2 separate regions of the Lactuca sativa genome follow, and region 2 is linked to region 1. The links are chromatin contacts, called in public Hi-C maps. All regions are on one chromosome and are shown on one strand. The core of a region is the stretch at or near the end of the contact, and the rest is flanking DNA. Distances in the headings are between cores, read along the strand shown.

The links. A called contact is a pair of places that touch in the nucleus more often than the background predicts.
Region 2: a contact with region 1 is called in a Hi-C map of leaf, with 5 times the contacts expected there. The contact joins the promoter of LOC111891482 here to the promoter of LOC111891480 in region 1. A contact is called at or near these places in 2 of 4 Hi-C or Micro-C datasets (both in leaf).

What each region holds. Positions count from the first base shown.
Region 1 is chr4:369,644,846-369,651,850 of Lsat_Salinas_v11, forward strand. LOC111891480 (CDPK-related kinase 5) reads right to left here and starts at 3,407. Exons shown (of 11, transcript XM_023887540.3): 1 at 2,543-3,407; 2 at 2,169-2,299; 3 at 2,042-2,083; 4 at 1,845-1,953; 5 at 1,472-1,550; 6 at 1,045-1,341; 7 at 265-380; 8 at 39-146. The coding sequence starts at 3,109.
Region 2 is chr4:370,225,865-370,233,392 of Lsat_Salinas_v11, forward strand. It overlaps LOC111891482 (phosphoglycerate mutase-like protein 4), which reads right to left and starts at 5,484. Exons shown (of 7, transcript XM_023887542.3): 1 at 5,232-5,484; 2 at 4,977-5,073; 3 at 4,530-4,580; 4 at 4,303-4,413; 5 at 4,073-4,204; 6 at 3,818-3,893; 7 at 2,416-2,803. The coding sequence starts at 5,458. The coding sequence ends at 2,577. LOC111891490 (patatin-like protein 2) reads right to left here. Exons shown (of 6, transcript XM_023887550.2): 6 at 7,375-7,528.

The DNA of each region.
Region 1 (7,005 bases), core at 2,157-4,656:
TTAATATATTTAAATGAACTTATGGAACAGTTACTCACTGCTTTGATATTTTCCATGCTTATGGATCCGTTTTTGCTCGGCTCCAACAAAGAAAATTGCTCCTTTAAATAAAACAACTCGTCTACAGTCAATGTCTTTGATAAAGCCTGCAAATTTTGAGGGGAAAAAAAAAGACTAAATTTAACACGAAATTATCCAAATAATGAAAACAAGATAATAATTCTCAACATTCATCAAAAGAAAATTAAAAAAATAAATAAATACCCGTAAAGCAGCTTTACGAAGGGCAGAAGAACGCATATAAGCCTTCATGAGTCTCAATATGGAGATGTCAAGAGGCACTTTCACTTCATTAGTAGTATTTCTAATCCATGGATGACCTAAACCATATCATATCATAATCAATTCAAGATAAGCTTTCTTCTGATAATAAAGATGAAAAGGGCATTTACGTCTTTTAAGCAAGAGATCAAAAGTGGGTCTCTGTCCCACCTTTTTGAGTGTGACAAAAAGTTGTACTTTTTCACCCTTACATCAGTCAAACACTGTGTAAGTTACACTGTGTTTGACATGCATTAAACTGAGACTCAGACTGATGTAAGTGGGAAAAAGTACAACTTTTTGTCACACTCAAAAAGGTGGGACACAGACTCATATGACATGTCATGACAGAATGGGTTACATTGGGTAACCCATTCTGTCATGACAGAGTAGGTTACACAGTGTAACCTATTCTGATATTCTATCATGATCATGACAGAATAGGTTACACTGTGGAACCTATTCTGTTGTTCCGTCATGACAGAATAGGTTACACTGTGGAACCTATTCAGTCATGACAAGTCATATGAGTCCCTGTCCCACCTTTTTGAGTGGGACAAAAAATCGCAAATTTTGTCGCATCGACATCATTCTCATTCCCACTAGGCCACTACCAGTCAAATGAAGGTCAAACATAGTACAACGTGTTGTATCATGTCATGTCATATCTTTAAGTAAAAGTCATCCATAGGGGCAAAAAGGTAAATTGTGGGGGACACTTACTGAGGCCTTGGGCAGCTGTCATTCTTTTTCTAGGATCCTTATTCAACAATCTTTTGACAAAATCTTTGGCCTCAGATGACAAAGTAGGCCAAGGAGCTTCATCAAAACTGGGGTCCGCTTTTAAAACAGCTCTAAAGATTCCTGATTCAGATCGAGCCCAAAAAGGGCGACTTCCACACAAAAGAATATAAGCTATAACACCAATACTCCATACATCTGCTTCAGTACTATATGATCTATGTAGAACTTCAGGAGCAACATAATACGCACTCCCAACAATATCATTAAGCCTTTCATCTAAAAAACAAAACATCAACACATAAAAATCAAAAAGAGAAAACGATAACAAGAAGGAATAGAGTCAATAGACAATAGAGACAATATATACATACACAAACATGTATGTATATGTAGAGAGAGAAAATACCGGGCTTCACAAAGTCTGATAAACCAAAATCTATGGCTTTAAGAGGCGAGTTTTCATCCTTTGATGTAAACAAGAAATTCTGATGCAAAGATTGAAAATTGTTAAATGGGAATTGTAGAAAGAAAATGATATATATTATAGTCAAACAATTCTTGTAAACTTATGTGGGAAGTCAAACAATGTATTTTTTTTTTTCTTTTGGGAATAGAGAATGAGTCAATAAACTATATGATGTGATAAAACTCTATAGTTCATATTAGAAAACAAGAAGCATAGAACAAAATTTTAGCACCAATGGATAATAATGGTGTTGACTTTTGACTTGAGTGATAAAAAAGATTCAAACTTTATCCATATTAAGTAAAAGTGTCACCTCTGGTTTTAAGTCTCGGTGTACAACACCTTGAAGATGACAAAACGCAACAACATTTAATATTTGTATCAATACTGATTTCGCATCATCTTCTGTGTATTTTCCACCTCTGAAAAAATAAATTCGTTTAATAAATTTAAAATTAAAACCCAATAGTTTATATGTGTTTGACGCTTGAAAGCAATAAAAAATGTTACCTTGAAAGTATTCTATCCAAGAGTTCCCCTCCTTCACATAACCTACAAAAAAAATAATAATAAATTTAAGTTGCGGAATAGTTAAGAAACATAGAATGAAGATTTGAATGTATGATCGGATTCTTACTCCATCACAACATAGACTTTTTCATGATCTTCATATGCATCGTAAAATTGCACTAAGTTGTTATGTCCTGTTAAAGCTCGCAATATCTTTACCTCTCTTCTCACATCTTCAATGGCTATGGCTGTTGTCATCTGTAGAATTGACATGTTTCGATTATAGTTAGATTGGGTCTATTCACCCTAAAAAGAAGTTGATCGAGAACTCTGAAAGTCAACAATTGGGATTAGAAAAGTAATAATTGAATGCTCATATGATCCAATCAAATCAAATCAACTTCAGATCTGATCACTGTAGCATACGGATCAAAAGAAGAAGCTTGATCCGACGTAATTAGTGATGAGCAAATCAATCAAAAGGAAATTGAATCAACGAACCTTTGACTTCGGGATAACTTTGACTGCAACTTCTTGACCCTTAAGTTCCCCTTTCTTGAACTTAGCTTTACAAGTGTATCCAAAATGCCCTCTTCCGACTTCTTCACCAAGTTCGTATTTGCTCCCAAAATGCTTCGAAAACCCAAAGCTTTTATCTAATCCCGAAACCCCTTCCGATTCATTTCCCTCCGGTATCGCCGCCTCGTTCGGCTTCACCGAGCCATGCCGTCTCGCCAACACCGACTTAATGTGCTTCGCCGGAGACGGGGGAGGAAACGGTCGCCGGAAGAATCTCCTCGGAGTAGAATTAGAACTCGCATTAGGCGCCGGAGATTTCGCCGGAGATGATTTTTTCGAGAACCAATTGTGAGCTGGACTCGGACTGTAAAACGGAAAAAATGGAGACTTCTTCCCTACCTCAATTTCGTCCTTTGTGGTCTTCTTAGACGTCGTCGTCGTCGTTGTTTCTTCTACCTCTTTCTCATTATTATCTTTAACCGGAATATCGATATCATAATGACCGGAAAATTTGGATCCTGTCGAGGGTTTAGAGCTGCAACTACCCATTTGGGGGTTCTGCAAATCTCCACCCCCAAATAGGAAATTAACAAATTTTCACTGAGAAAAAGAAGAAAAAAGCCTAGCTTTGTTGAAGCATTGTATGATACAAGAATTTGAAAGTGATTAGATTCGATAAGATATTTGAATTTGGTCTAGGGTTTACTGCAATTTTGTCTTAGCTGTTGGAGAGAGAGAGAGAGAGAGAGAGAGAGAGAGAGAGAGAGATGATGGAGATCTGTAAATGGTGATAAAAAGGAAAGGAGAGAAAGCGAGAAAGAGAGAGTGTGTGTTTTCTGCTTTTGTTGAAGTTTGTGATTTATTTATTTGTTTCTTTAAGTAAATTAATCAAAGTACATAAAACGGTACTCTTTTTTTGAAGCATTCATTTCATTGTGTATTTTAAAAAATTAATTGATTATTATAATTTATAAATAAAATAACTTATATGTAGAAATATATGTTATGTTAGTTTTATTTTAACTTTAAAGAATATGGTTTCAATTTAAAAAAATAACTTTCGGTTAATTGAATAAAAAAATCATTAACAAACATTTGACATCCAATAACAATTGGGCTTAAATTTTCATTATTTAAATTGGACCAGTCTATTGTTGAGAGATAATGATGGCAATTAAAAACTGAACAGTAAACTCATTCAATTACTAACCAATTTAATCCATTCAATTATCAAAAATTTATTATTCAATTAATATGATATTATTAATACGTATATTGTGCAAAAAGTAATAAAAAATTAAAATAAAACTACAATAAAAAGTTTAAAAAATATGTTTAAATAGCTTTATTTTCTTGATTGAATTTTGATATGTTGATGTCTGTATTTTGAAGTGGATGTTTATATAATAAGTTATCAAATGTATTTTGATTGTTTATAACTGAATCTAAATTCAGATGAGAATTGGATGAATCCAATTAAGCTAACACCGACGTATTAAATATTCAAATGGATAAAATCGATAATTGAAGGTTCAATTGGATTGAATTTATTCGTCATAGTCAAATATTCAAATGGTTAAAATTGATAATCAAAGATTTGTAACATCCTAAAATTCAAGGCTAAAAATTTCATTTTAATTAAGTTAATATAAAAACCGATAGTATAAAAACATCTATAGTGTCATCCCATATCAAAACCAATATGTCAATAATCAAAACATGTCATAATGAACATCATGAGAGTATAATCTCAAAGATCTCATGTGCGGAAAACATAGTGTAATACGTTGTGATCATGTCGGCTCTTTCCTTTGGAAGAAGAAGTACCTGAAACCAAAACTAAAAACCGTAAGCACGAAGCTTAGGGAGTTCCCCCATCATATAACATATCATACAATAACATACTACTTACCATATTCGGATGCTGGCCTACCCCTTCGGTCTCTTTCAACCGGTAACCGCCTAGCATATCAGGGTGTTGACCTACCCTTTCGGTCTCTTTCAACCGGTAACTGCATAGCATATATGGGTGTCGGTCTACCCCTACGGTCTTTTTCAACCGGTAATGGGGACTATTTCACCCCCTATTACTACCACATATCATCCGAGTACATAAACACATGAGTCACATACTGCCTACCATATCTGGGTGCTGGTCTACCCCTTCGGTCCTTTCGACCGATAACGGGGTCTATCCCACCCCTCCTACCACTATCACATAATATCATAACATACTAGCACACAATGCATAATAGATAGTGGCATACCAGACAATTATCATAAAGACAATCATCTTTACTATGATCAGCTACTAGTGGGCCGACATTGATGCCTTCGACCCACTTCTACTGGAAGGTAACTCACCTCACACTGCTGAAGTCCCCCAGATAAAACTCTAGCTGCTGGATGACAGATTCCCGAACTGTCAACATCAAAACAGCACCCAATTAATAATTGGGTTCCAATACATAACATAAGTCCATGCTTGGCTAAAAGTCTACTTTACCCCCAACCTAGCTTGACCCAAGCCCAAGGCCCAAACTCAAAATTCCAAATGCCCAAAAGTCAAACAATGAACCAAAGCCTAATATATGGCCCAGTTTTCCAAATTGGGCCCAAACCCTTCACATGGGCCTTACTCTAAAGCCCATCCAAATTCTATACTCCATATTCTTGTTATTAGATGGCCCATCATGGGTCCAAACATCTAGGCCCAACAGAATGGCCCAACTCAAAACCCAACACAATTAGGGTTTTCACATAAAATGACGATCAGGGCTAATTAGAAACACTTAACCCCTTAAGGACTCACCATGCAGAACGACGATTCAAACATCAAATCCTTGAATATCTCAAGCAGCATCGGATTAACAACCAGAATCCCGATTCTTTTTCCTCACGAATATGAAGTCTGGGCGCTGCACGTTGAAGATTATGTTTTAGGTTCAGAGGATAATGGTTATATGATCTGGAAAGCAAACACTCTAGGTCTGTTTGTTCACACAAAGACCAAAAGAAAAATCAATACCCAGAAAGAATACAACCAACTGCTTCTTGGTGTGAAGGATGTGCCTCAAGATGAAAAAGACAAACTCATGAGCAACATTAAAGGAATGAGGCTCATCAGATTCGCTTTGCAAGCAGATACCTTTCGTCTTGTTAGTTCATGTGACACAGCGAAGGCTATATGGGATAGGTTGAGAGAGCTCTATTCCACAGACGCAGATCTAGAATACTCAACTCAAACGCTGTTATTATCCGAGTTTGGCGAGTTCGTTCAAAAGCCTGAAGAAACTCTGAGTGCCACTTTCAATCGATATAATTATATTCTTAGCAAGATGATGAAGCATGGAATTGGACGTGAACTGATTGAGCAAAAGGTCACGTTCATGAACGGACTACGATCAGAGTGGAAAGCAGTGGTGTCAACGATTAAAGCTCACGAACAATTCAAGAACTATACTCTTGCGAAGCTTGTGGGAATCTGAAGGCGTGAGAGAGTGAAGTAATGAAAGAAGCAAAGGTGGTGTCTAAGATGGGGTCTTTAGCCTTAGTTGCGAAAGGCAAAACTGTTGCTGATGACGGATCTGATTCAGATCATTCTGAGTATGAGCTCTCAAATGAGGATTTTGCTTTAATGGTGTCTAACCCTAAGCGATTTCCTAGGAAGAAGTTTCCCTCAAGCGAAAATAGGAACTGGCAAGTAAGCTACAGCTCGGAGAAAGTGAAAGAGGAGAAAAAAAGTGCTTCTCAGAAAGAGGAAGAGAAGAAGGAGAAAAAGGTTGTTGGTGACTCCGGATATGATTGCAATTATTGTCATGGTAAAAACCATCTTGCAAAGGAGTGCATGTTGCGAAGGAAGAATGAGAAGAATGAAGGAGAGGATTAGGAGGCCTATCAAATGCGAAAGCTAGAAGAGATTAAGAAGAAGAAATCTAATGATAATTCTATGCCTACTTTTGTTGTACAGGAAAACTTGGCTCAAGGTGAGTTCAGAGGATTGGAAGTCTGGTCAACAAACTCAGAGGATGAAGAAGTACGCAAGCCCACACATGGAAGGGTGTTTGTTGTGAAAGAACAGAATTTGCAGTACTCGGGAAGATGCTTGATGGTGACTAATGGTGGATCGCAGATGCAGGAGAATGCAAGTAGGAGTGCAAGGAGCGAAGATATCTGTTTCGTGGCAAGGCCTATTCCAGAACAAATCAACGAATGCGAACAGCTGATCAATAAGGTAAATTCCATCCTTGAATCACTTAATATTCTTGTATCTAGATACGAAACAGAACTTAACGATCTAAAATTCACTTTTTCAAGTATAAGCGATAGTTTAAAGCGAACCCGGTTATCAAAATCAAACCTAACCGATCAATTGAGCAGGGCAACATCCAAGAGTAAGGAGAGACGTATGTGGATCCAGAAGGTTGAGTTGGATTTGTCTAAGT
Region 2 (7,528 bases), core at 4,234-6,733, 580 kb after region 1:
ATCCTAAAAGTCCTAAAGTCTAAGAAATGGCCCAATAAGGGTTCCAGTGAGTACGGACCGCGTACCACTAGTTATGTCCCGTGTACAAGCTTCACATCGAAAGGGAATCAGGGCTCAATCGTGGTACGCTGAGTGTACACCTTTGTACCCCCCGCATACTCAAAATGCAAAAACTCTTATTAAGCACTTAATGCTTAAGTACAGACATCCAAAACACAGCTCTTGCTCAAGGGAAACGTCTTAAACGATAAAGTCATCAACTTGATGCATGTGCATGGCTCAAAGAGGACCAACATGCATTTCTAACACTCTAACTTCATATTAAGACCATTATTTCATGCATGGTTGAGCTTAACCCATAAAGATGTCATTTTTATGATTCTACAACTCCAAAAATGCCAAGAAATGACCAATACAAGTTCTAGAGTAACTTCTACTCACAAGAACCAAACCAAGGGACCAAAATATACCAAATAAAATCTCAAATCTAGATTTAAGCTAAGGAGTCATAAATTTTGAAGCTTTATACCTCCAGAAGCTTGCCAGTGTTAGATTTACAAGCTCCAAGCAAACTAATCCTCCTCCAATGAGTTCTTCTTCTTCAAGATGCACCAACACACCAAAACGAACATACAAGGCTCAAATTCTCTAAAAAGGGATTAGGGATTCGAGATAATGCTTTGGGGACAATGAAGGATGGTAATGAGAGAAACCATGGGGCATAAGGTGCTTAAATAGGGTTCAAACTCTAAAATTTAGGGTTTGCCTCTGGCTCATGTACGCCCAGCGTACTAGGAGGAAAGCCTCGTGTCCAAGTTTCGCCATGGTACGCCCAATGTACCATAATTACGCCCAGCGTACTAGGCCAACTCACAAAATCAATTAACACTTTATATTTAAGAAATTTACCTAAAAATCGGGAGTTATATTTTCCATGCAAATGGAACCCACCCCAGCTTTAATTCTTTCTTCAAATCAACTTTTGAAAAATGACACAACACCCCCCTTGACTTATAAATCATAATAGTTAATAAATGTATTTATTTTAACTATTTTATTATTATTATTAATTTTTTTGCACTAACAAGAATTATATACAGAGAATCTGAAGATGTGTTACATCAATGTACCTAAGTTGTCTATCCTCATAATATTGTGAATTTCCCACCATGAAGCTCTATAGAAAACATGTAAAGATTTGCTTCTTTGTCAAGACAAAATACAAAAAAGAAAAAGGAAATTAGTAACTTTCCTTACTACAATCATTTTTTTCATTTTTTATTGATAATCAACTCATTAATAAAAGACTAAAGAACTAACCATATGTGGCTCTCGTATCAAAATATTGTCTTAGTGGTCGAATTGTCTACATTTGAAAAACCATCTTTAAACAAATGTGGTTGTGATGATCTAGAATGCTATTTAGAGTGAGGGTTTTATATGGTTTAAGGATAAGAATGTATGAGAAAGAAAATGAAAGGCCAACTAAAACCTAAGAGGTATAAGCGTGACTACAGGCATTATTGTGTTTTAGCGACAAAGATGAAAAGACAATTTTCCCTCACATAAGAGGCTCATGGGGTGTTTTAGCGGATGAGATTTAACGGAAGTCATCTCCACAGACCAAATCCTCAATAAAGTTAGGCCGAAAATACCATATCCATAGTTTTAAAAGTCATTCCACGGAAACCAAAGAGTAAACCACATTGACCAAATTTGTAATCTTTTCTACTTTTTTATAAAAATGTTACTACATTATTGGTTAATTTATTATTTTTTGTAACTTTTATTTTATAATGCTAAAAATACAGTGTGTAACCAAAACAACACGTTGATGATGCCAAAGTGTTGATAAAAGGATGAAATGTTACACGTCAATTCAACGAGGTCATGCAATCCAAACAAATAGTTTTTATGAGAAGGTGTTGGAGTATAAGTTAGAAATACAAGTTAGTTATGGATGCACCTAAGTAACATTTGAATTCAATTTTAAAGAAAATGATCCAAGGAGTGTTAGTTTACTTGATAAAATCTCACAACCACTAGAACAAGGCTTTAGAAAAAGCAAGTCTATTAGTGGATAACTACATGCAATACTTTTACAACTCAAAGATATTTTCCTAATCTCACAACACTCCTTGACTCATTTAAGTCCCAAATCAGGAAAGTGTTACAAAGAATCACTAAGGAACAAAATGGATTCAGGATTTTATAAGCTCTTTCTCTTATCTTTAAAAAAAACATATTGATAAATAAAAAATAAAAAAAATAAAATAAAATAAAAAAAAAAACTTTTTTATAAAATTACAGCTAAAATATATTAATTCATTTTGGGAAAACTTCTGACACTAAAGCACGAGAATAGTCCAAGTCATATCCATATGTAACCATGTGCGAAGGTCAATGTCGACCTAATTTCTTTCAACCAAATCATTATTCCCCCAACTAATGGGATCACACACAAATCAATTTCAAACATTAATTCGTTCCAATAATTCCAAGATTTTAAAATTTTTTAATATTGTAAATCAATCTATTATTCATGATTAAAATATTCAATGTAGAAAATGACAAAACTACCCCGAAGTTCTATCACCACCAAAACCCGAATCCAAATACCCAGCCCCATTAAGATGACTCACATCCCCCCATGACTTGATCACCCATCGGTCAGGATCTGATAAGTGAAGAACATTGACCGAAACATTCAGTATCCTTCCTGCCCGCTGCCCGCTTCCTGTATAAGCCCGCTGGTGAAGTGCCCGGATCACACCGCCATGTGTCACCACCACCACCCTCTCTCCTGTCAAAATAAAATATATTATATATAAGTTACAAGTTTGGTCCTTGTACTTTACACAAAATCACAAGTTTGGTCCATTTTTTGAGATCTTCCTTAAGCTTACATTAAATAGTGTATTTAGCCCATGGACTTTATTTCTTTGAAGACTTGTATTTGGTTGTTGGAGGGACTATATCCGCAACCAAATGCAAACTTAAGGACGATTATTGCAAAGATTTCAAAATTTTGGACTTAACTTGGAAATTTGAGCAAAGCACACGCACCAAATTTGTAATTTGATATAAACTAGTGTTTAATTCACCCCGTACATTGTGGTAGAGAACTCCTTTGCAATTAATAAAAACGAAATCTATAAAAAGAAATTATGTAAGGGACAAAAAGCGTAACTTTAAAATATAGTAGGGAACAAAATCGCAACTTATAAAATACCAACAATTTAACTTTGAAAACTGTTCAAAATTTCCAGAGAGATGTTTATATTGTGTCTTATATTATACGTTGTAAGGCTGTGTTTGGCGCGCCACAGCTAGCAGATAAGCTAGCTTATTTTTCGAGTTTTTTATGTTGTCGTGTTTGGTAAGCCAAAAAGTAGCTTATAAGCTAGCTTTTTGAAAAACTACTTAGACTAGCTTTTTAGGAGCTTTTTTAAAAATTTCCAAATACACCCCTTAATTAATTATAGAAACACATACTCTCACGTGTCCTTTTATGTAATTTTATATATTTCAGCTAGTTTTACCAAACATCATTTTTTATCAGATAGCTTTTCAGCTATCAGTTAACTTTTTATTTAAAAGCTAACTTTTCAGCTACCAGCCAGCTTTTCAGCTAGTACGCCAAACATACCCTAAATGTAAAAGTTGTAATGTGATTTGGATTTAGTCATTTTTGTTCTGGAAAAAGTAAAAAATCAAAATGAATAGTAACTTCCACGCACAAACCATATTTGGTAATTAATATATACACAAAAGTGCAAAAATGGTCCCTGTGGTTTCTCGTTTTATAGTTTATTACCTCGGTGTTTACTAGCAATTGTTTGTAATGAAGATGTGCAACGTTTATAGAGTTGATCTAGACTTTCACCACCACCCTGTACAAATAATAGATTAAAAGGGAAAATTGCTAAAAATAGAAACATACTTTACTCTTTTTACCAATATAGACAATGTAATTTATTTTTTTTTACATTTCTTTACCCATAATAGCAATATATTTACATTAATGTGTTTTATTTTTATTTTTATTTTCACAAATGAAGTGTGTACTTACAGGAATTTCAACGTTAGTGTGTCGAGATTGAAGAGCTTCATATGCTTTGGTTTTAATTTTTGGTGCTTCACTATATACAAGACCTTGAAGATCACCTAAATGTCTCTCTCTAAGGGTTTCATCTTGAATAACCTAAAATAAAATAGTTTAGTTGTGAAAAATGGTTTTTGAATGATTTTAAAAAGTATGTGAAGAATTTATAAGTGGGAATTAGAAATTTGGAATCATACCTGAAGCCCACCACATCTGTTTGCTATTGTTTCAGCAGTTTCAAGAGCTCTTTTCAGGTCTGAAGAATAAATGGCAGAGATTTTGGATTCTCCGCTTAATCTTTCAGCCACCTTTAAGATAATAAGATTTTTAATTTAACAAAAAAAGTTTGAGTAAAAACTAAAAAGCATTATGTAAATAAATAGTAATAGAATGATGCATGTTCACATTATAAGATGTAACTTACTGCAACTGCTTGTTGTCTCCCAACATCATTTAGGTCAATATCTAAGTGTCCCTGGTCAACGTAAAGAATGAAAATTCTTAGAAGAGCCATGAAAGACTATAGGAAAAGGTTCATCTGTTCTATTCTTTCCAAAGCTTAATTAACAAATGACTTCCTTAAAAGATGATGGATTTGCTCAATTTGCTCAATAATCAAATGAAGATGTGGTTTATGTATTTACACATAAGTATGTATACATGTATGAAAGATACTTAGCACAGGGGAACAAAAATTAGGACCTCATCACACTACATTTTGTGATGGATTAACAGATTAGGTATTTGCAAGGAGATCAGATTACTAGAGGCATATTGGTCATAAACAACTATGTATCAATTAAAAGGGGAAAGTTACTAATTGATCACTAACTATTAAACAATTACATCCAAGTTAGAAGTTCGATAAAACCTGGATTCTTTTCTCGGCATTCCACTCCGTTTCACCATGACGCACAACTACGATCTCAGTAAAATTCCGATCAACAGAACTGAGTTCAGCATCACCACTGCGATAAGAAAGGAGAGTACGAAGAGTTGATAAGTTAAAAGATCATAATGCCCTAGAAATTATCGAAATGTGTGTACACCAATCCACACATCAATACATACATGATAACCTGTATCGATCATATGTAGATGATATTTGCTTAACTGTTATACTCACCTGGAATGAGTATCTGCCATTAAAGTAAAGACAGCCGTGAGAAGAAGAGGGATTGGTTGAAGCGAGACGGAGAAGCTTACGAACTGTGTTCTTGGCCACCACAGGATCCGATTCCGGTTGTTGGATCCGTGAAGGTTTGAAAGCTTTACAATACTGTGACGAGAGATCAATGGTGGCAGAGAAATGGCTGATGATTCTAAATGACACCAAGTGCACAGTGTACTCATTCCCCTTTCATCGGAATTAGGTCTGTTTAAACTTTAAACAGTTTACAAGTTACAAGCTACTCAATTGATATTACAGATGACACCCTGGTGTTTGTTATAAATTCATTACAACCCCTTTCAAAACTTTTGTTCATTATGGTTATGGCCGCTTGTTACTTCACATTTTGTTTAAATTCATTATTCAGTTTTTTTCTTTCCTATCAACTTTCATCTTTAATCTTCAACATACAGAATCATCTTTTTCAATCCACTCATGTATTGAAACATATGGTACAAATTGAGATCTCACATAGAGAGAGAATGAGTGGATCAAGATTGTTCATCATCCGGTCAAACTCTTACCGGTGCGTCTCTCACATTCATAGAATACCACTGATGGTACCGGAGATACCGCCCCCACTATCTGCCACCATTCATCCCATACCATGCACCCTTTAATATAAAAAATATGTAATCATCAATATTAAAATAGAATGAAATATTATAAGAAAAATAAAAAAATATAGTTGTATATGTTATATAGGAGGGGTAGTATACCTTTTTAACAATATAAATTACACTCAAACGATTCTTTGTTATTTTTAGAAGTTTGGGGCAAATTCAATATTTTATAGCAGTAAAATTATTAAGTCAACTTTCTTACTCCTTATAAGGATGAACCAAAATAACGACATGCATATAAATACCATGATTTTCCATGCAAGGCTTCAAACGATTTCATAGAAAATATCGGATTTTCTGAAAATGCAATGAGAACGATTTTAAACAAGTGTGAAACTATTTTATATAAAAATGCTTATGAACTCACCAACTTTTTAGTTGACGCTTTTTAAAACGACTTGTATTCTCAGGGATCTAGTAAGCAGGTGAAATGGGACACGGATGCAGGACTATTTAGCTGTAGTTTGGAATTTTTCTGCTTATGTCTCTTTTGTGAAATTTGATGGACAAATACAATGTATAAACAATGTAAGTTTGTTATCTGATGTTTGGATTACTCTATTTCATTTATATTCAATTGTTATGATACTGCACAATGAGGTCACCCGCCTCCGGACGTTTCCGTCGTCTGGTCCTAGGGTGTGACACAAACACGTTTTGTAACCTGTATGGTTTTGAATAATCAAATAGAAACCCTTATCCACCGAATCAACAAATATCCAAACCTGACCCGTAACCTGTAGGTTTTTTTGAATAATCAAACGCATTTTACTTAATTCTTAAAATAACATTTATTAAATAAAACGTATGTTGATTTAGAAAACGCATTACGTACTTAACGACTTTCAATTGGAATTGAAATCATTATTGTAGTAACTTCTAATTAGTTTTTGACCGTCGATCGCATTGATAGAGAATAGCAACTACAAACTTTATCCTGGTTGATAAATAACTTTATTGAATTATAAATAAAATTGGTGGTTGCTTTATGAAATATAGATGATATTACATCATGATTATTGGTAGAAAACTAGAAGTCTAGAAGTCGAGTCCTCAAGTCCTATGTAAAAATAGTTTGGTCTTTAGCCTTTTCCCTTCAGACTTTTGATTGAGATTAAAAGTAAACTTTAGGCGATATAAAATATAAATGTATAATTCTAAAATTTATATGGGACGGGTTATAAACGGAGCGGATCGGTGATGATCCACATCCGACCCTTTTAACAAAAGGGTTAGCTGGTACGGATCGTTAGCGGGTAAATGGATCAAAAACTATGTTTCAAACCCATATAATTCTTAAGGGTTTGGATTAAATCAGGGTCAAAATCCACTCCATTGTTAGGCCTACTCAAATCCATCGAATGCAAAAAATTTACATGATTGTATTAAAAAATAAATAAATAAAATAAAAAATAAAGGAATTTTTAATTATACAAACTCACACGGAGGCTTTCAGAGAAGGGCAAAGTAGACAGTTGCATAGGGCCTAATACTTTTCTTGTGGCCCAATTTTTTATTATATTATATATGTATATAAAAACTTATAATAACGATAAGGACCATTTTTTCTGACTCGTCCAGCGAATTTGAGGATTTTTAAATCCTCAGGACTAGTCCCGTAAACTCATC